Linked DNA regions of Dromaius novaehollandiae: region 1 is linked to region 2. Evidence: chromatin contacts called from public Hi-C data. All regions are on one chromosome and are shown on one strand. Each heading gives the region's core, a stretch centred on a gene start, on an enhancer-like site or on the middle of the called end of the contact. The rest is flanking DNA. Distances are from core to core; before and after follow the strand shown.

What was found. A called contact is a pair of places that touch in the nucleus more often than the background predicts.
Region 1: a Hi-C map of ovary shows a contact between it and region 2, with 3 times the contacts expected there. The contact joins the promoter of CCDC150 here to the enhancer-like site in region 2. A contact is called at or near these places in 3 of 4 Hi-C or Micro-C datasets (brain, liver and ovary).

What each region holds. Positions count from the first base shown.
Region 1 is chr7:35,114,180-35,116,879 of bDroNov1.hap1, reverse strand. It overlaps CCDC150 (coiled-coil domain containing 150), which reads right to left and starts at 1,300. Exons shown (of 23, transcript XM_064515138.1): 1 at 907-1,300; 2 at 407-624; 3 at 130-308. The coding sequence starts at 1,052. It overlaps HECW2 (HECT, C2 and WW domain containing E3 ubiquitin protein ligase 2), which reads left to right and starts at 2,566. Exons shown (of 29, transcript XM_026101132.2): 1 at 2,566-2,586.
Region 2 is chr7:34,981,406-34,984,168 of bDroNov1.hap1, reverse strand. HECW2 (HECT, C2 and WW domain containing E3 ubiquitin protein ligase 2) reads left to right here. Exons shown (of 29, transcript XM_026101132.2): 6 at 694-863. Among named protein-coding and RNA genes, the nearest start is that of STK17B, 73 kb to the right of the region's middle. Within about 2 kb of position 1,373, at least 1 of the 2 cell types and tissues checked has open chromatin away from gene starts, as enhancers often do.

The DNA of each region.
Region 1 (2,700 bases), core at 51-2,550, 130 kb before region 2:
GTACATGCTCATTTCCAACAGAGCATATCTTTCATTTATCTCAGAGATCGTAATACTTTAAGTACTACAGATAAGCCTGTTAATCCTGAAAACACAGTAAAATCATAATCTATGTGACAACTTTTGTACCTGGGTTGCAGTTCTAATCTCCAGAGCAGCACTTAGTCTTTGAACTTCTTCTTTTGCCTTTTCTTCAGCCTCTTTCATATCACTTAGCTGCTGGCATAATTTCATTGCCTCTTGCTGTACAACCTTCATTTCCTGCAAATGCTCTTCCTGCATTGCATTCAGCTGCTGCTCCAGCTGGGCTGCCAGACAGAAAAGAAAAAAAAAAAAAGTCACTGACAGAAGAAACACATGAAGGCATAATAAACAATGAAGAGGTTAAAAAAATATATTTCACTACCTGCATGCTTTGGATTCAGCTCCTTTTCCGTCTGCAGACAGGAGATGTTTAATTTCAGTGTCTGTACAACACTCTCTACCCGACACATTCGATTCACCAGCGATTCACAGTTTTTCCACAGTGTATTTTCTCCCACAAATGCTACCCTGGCCTGCACAGGACTTACGGCTGGGTAGCTAGCAGGTGCCTCGAAGGTCTTTGAGTGGAAAAGACCAAGGCTGAAAAGGAGAGAAGATTGACCTACTACATATATGCACACATTCTGTTGTATGTATGCATTACAGATATGAAGAGATTAGAAACCACATTTCATACTGCTGGAAGGTTTCCTTCCACCCCTGGTTGCTGCAGCCTGTTCCCACTGACTCTGTCAGTATGAGCTCCCAGGGGAGGGAAGACCAAAGCATGGCAAACGGGTGCAAAGCGGGACAATATGAGGGAAAGTAAGGAAAGCCTGAGCTCTCCAGTAAGGAAAGGCTTTGCCCCTGCTTTCTCCCCACCTCAGCCCGTTGACGCCGAGCGTCTCCAGGTCTCTCGCCAGCGCGCTGGCCTGCTCTTCCACCACCCTCATCCTCTGGCGCAGCACCGCGAAGGCCTCGGGCGCCGTCGCCTTGACGCTCGTAGGGGAGACGGTTGGCCTGGCCATGGCGGCGCCGGCCGCCGCTCCCGTCTCGCGGGGCTCGCGCCAGCGCTGCCCGAGGCACCCCTCGCGCGGCAGCGGCAGCGCCCCGCCTGCCTGCCTGCCTCCCTCTCCCTCTCCCTCTCGCTGTCCTCAGGGGCCCCAGGGGCCGCGGGCGGCCCAGCCCGCCGTCATGGCGCTCCTTCCCCGCTTCAAACCCGCCCGCTCCCCGCGTGGCCACCGCCCCGCGCATGCGCGCAGAGCCGCGGCGGGATGTCCGCAGGCGACAGTCCAGAACCTGGGACAACGCACGCCGCGGCGCATGCGCACCAAGCTGGACGGGGGGGGGGCAGGGCATGCTGGGAGTTGTAGTCCGTCCGTCCCCGCCGAGGAACGGCGGTTTCGGTGAAGCGGCGTGAGGCGGTGATGTCCGCCGCGGGCTCCCCGGCTGCGCTGCCCGGCCTCGCGGGGCCTGGGTGCCGCGTGGGTCGCTGTCGGTGAGCGGGGTCGTGGGAGGCACATGGGAGACTGCTTTTCTTCCCTCCTTCTCTCCTCGCACCTCCCTCCCTCTGCCGAGGAGCGGCGCTGCTTTGGCAGCCTCCTTCGCACCTTCCCCTCACAAAATGGCGGCTGGCCGCAGCCGTTGCCTGAGCGCCGTGGCGCAGCTGGCATATGCTCTTGTCACGGGCCACCGGGGACTGCCTTGCACCTTGGCTGTGACTTAAACGCCGGTGAAGTGCTTCAGTGCAGCTGTGTGTGTCGCATGTTGCTTTCTTCTGATACGGAATTTAGATAGCACTCAAAATGAAGCATGTTTCACACACACACAAAAATTGAAATAGTTTAATGTTTGAAGGGTTTAGAATCAATTTGCAGGATACGTAGACCCAAAACTCCTTGGAGGGGATGCTCTGCAGGACCACCCTAGCCTGTAGGCGAAGAGTTATTTTTACACCTGGTCAATATGCTGCATATCAAATGACCCATCATTAATGGCCACGTGTTCACCTTGCGCTGTAAGCAAGTACAGCGTTTTAATGTGCGTGCAGTCAAGTACTACAGGTCAGTCATCTTACTGAGCTGTGTCGTCTCCACTAGCACCTAAGGTGTTAGTCTTGAAAAAATACGCCATTTTGGTCCACTGCCTTTCATTTTTGTGCAGAGAGGGAACCTGTCTTTGTAGCCTAATGGCTAAACACATAGCTGTGGAATTGGTAAGGTGGTGTCTGAAATAGGCATCAAAGAGCAATGCTGCAAACATCAAGCATTAGATATTCTGGGGACTCAAGCAAAGATATTTAAGACATCCATACTAGAAATTTAAAATTTTCTCTTTTTCACTTTTGGCAGCTCATCTAGCTCCTGAGGGGCATCTATGTATGGCCTAACTCTTCCCATGCATTGAACAAGGAATATGAGCACCTAATTCCCAGCTGAGGATTCAGCAGAGGCTGCAGAAACACCTAGGTTCGGGTATCACGTTCAGTGTTGCAGCACCTAAGTACCTTTTGACAACCTATCACTTGGGCTCATCTTTGTCTGAAGCTTCTAGTATGTTGAGGTAATCCTATCTATCTGCAATGCTTTTGGGGGGGGGTAAAATGAGTTGTGGGGCATGTTGAGATTCTATTATGAAATATATAACTGGAAGTGAAAAGATTTTTTTTTTTTTTAA
Region 2 (2,763 bases), core at 124-2,623:
TGTTGAAGCTCATGCTCTCATTAATGGTCTTTAGGCATGATAATATGCATCCAACAAAGCCATTCCTTATTATTGCAAGTTGCAAGAAGTTACAGTGCAAAGTTTTCCATAGATGGAAAGAAGCATTTTCAGAAGACCTTGCCTCCTTTTGTGTGGGATAGTTTGTCTTCTTCCAAGCTGGGAGAGTGTGCATCACAGTCCAGAGTAGTCTTGTTAATAAATATTTGAAACTGTGTTTCTCAAAGCCTCAACTTTGAGAAGACATGAGTTCCCTACGTTACCTCCCATACAGTTTTTTATCTTAGTCACTTTCCCTCATCCAGAAATGGAGCAAGTACTGTGTTTTTTTTAAGAGTGGAAATACCTTAAGTACTGAGAAAAACATTTGTGTGTAAGTTAAAAGTTCATGCTATATTTTGTATTACAAATGACTGGAGACCAGAATGTAAATGAGGATATTGATACCTTTCCTCTCTATAGTCTCTTGGGAAAACACTTGACTTCCTGCTTTAACTATCTTCTGTTCACTAGTTACCAGTTACTGTATGACTAATGTTAAGTTGCTTTATTTAGTGATTTATTTAGTGATTTATTGTAAATTGATTTCCTGGGTGATATTTTAGGAATATGCCACTTCATGAACTAGTTTCAATTACCGTGTTCTGTTTTTTTCCTTCTTTTCTTGCTTTAAAGATATTAGAGCAGTTGGACTTAAAAAAGGCATGTTCTTCAACCCCGATCCTTATCTAAAGATGTCCATTCAGCCAGGCAAGAAAAGTACATTTCCTACATTTGCTCATCATGGTCAGGAGAGAAGGTCGACTATCATCAGTAACACAACTAATCCTATTTGGCACAGAGAGGTAATGTATGTCTTTTAAGAGCTGTGTGTCAGCTGATGCAGTGTACAAGGCTTATATTTTCTCTTTATGCATTGGTCCTGACTGTCTGAAGGCTGCGAGCCTATTTTGTAGATAGTGATTTAAAATGACACACAAATTAGAGTAATTCTAGAAACCCTGTTGTTGGACACAAACAGCTATCATCTGCATGTGTAAGGCATGTGTTTAAGCTACGCTGCTGTGAGGTTTTCACTCCCTTCTCTGCTAAGAAGAGTTGGAATCATTCAGCAACCCTGTAGATTCCTTGAAATTGCAAGAATAAATTAATTAAAATGGATTATATGTTGTGAGAAGACTCTTTAAGAAAAGGTGCAATAAGTGAGCATTCATACTCTGTGATTGCAACCACTATTCATTCAGAAATGATGCTTTCATTGTACATAGCAGTTGGCAAGGTTTCTGTTTCGTCAGGCAGACGGGATGCTCTTTGGCTGCTGTAGAAAGGAAAGCCCGGGAAGGAATTACAGCACCACCTAGCAAGAAGAAAAAAAGGCAGCTTGGCAGAAGCCACTTTTCCAGCTTTGTTTGTACTGGGTAAGCTGTGCAGGTTGCAGGGAGGGAACTGCAACAATGCAGTCCCACAGCTGTCTTCAACACATGAGCAAAACTGTGTCTTTGAAGAGAAATGGTTATGTGGGAAATGGTGTTGAAATAACCCCCTCCTTAATGACAGAAGTCCATAGTCTTTGAGGACCAGTGAGTGGGCTTGGAGAATAGTACCACAAATTGTAATCAAATCAAACAAGCACTAAAGCAGGACAGGGCAGGGCCAGCATTAGCACTGCCTCTTGAGTGCTTGGCTGTGAGAAGGACTAGATTTGTGAAAGACAGAGTTTGAGAGTTTTAATCTCTAAATCGATTCATACTCTTGTTGTATGTCTGTCCATCCATCTAGTAGACTGTAGGAAAATCTACTCATATTTTTCCCCATCCTTCTCCTTCAGTCCCTTGTTTTTGCAGCTTATTGTAAAAGTGATAATGTTCACGAGCATACATTACATCATCTTGCTTTAACTGCTAGATCTTCCCTGTAGCAATGCTCTGACAATACCAGCTTATGATCCCATTACATATGCTGGACTAGTGGTGCTGAATTGATCCTTTTTTACATCTGCTCCTTTCTGCAAAATGATACGCAATTTTATAGCAAACTGAGAGTGACAAATTTTAAGTTCTGTTTATTACAAGAATCCAACTCTGGCATTTATGCTGTACGAGAATGTGGTTTTATTCCTGACCCAATTTAATTGCTGTTTTTGAATATGTTTAGTTGATGTCTATAGTGGAGCTGAAAGGTTGTTCCTTGTTTTGTACTCTGCTCGATACATCTTTAGCTATCCAGCTAGATGTATATTACCCATTGTACTGAAGTAGTGATTTGCTCGGAGATCTTAAAAATGGAGGATAACATGGGCTTTTCTGAGTAGATTTTACTCATACTTTTTTGTTTGAAACATCTTATAATCTAGAGGAAAAAAAAAATCTTTGGTTTCTAAACCTGCATTCCTAAGGGAGTTTGTCAGCATGCTATGTGTGTGCATGCGCACACTCATATATCTGCCCCCGTACCACTTTTGAATCTTTTGGCCACCTTCATCTCAAAGATGAAGTATTCATAAATTTTGTGAAAGTGAATGCTAGGTTGAAGGCTGTGACTGTGATAGTGTTCCCTCTGAAGGAAAGGTGGGAGAATGACTTTATTAGATATCAGGAAGTCATTTATAAATTAGCACCATCTGGTGTGAATGCCCCAAGTGCAGGAAAAGCTTCGGTTGAAGCTGAACACCTTTCGCTGTTCACTGAAAATGTTTGTGAACTTTGGATCAAAAATCTACATGAAATTCTGCTCCTTTAGTTCCAG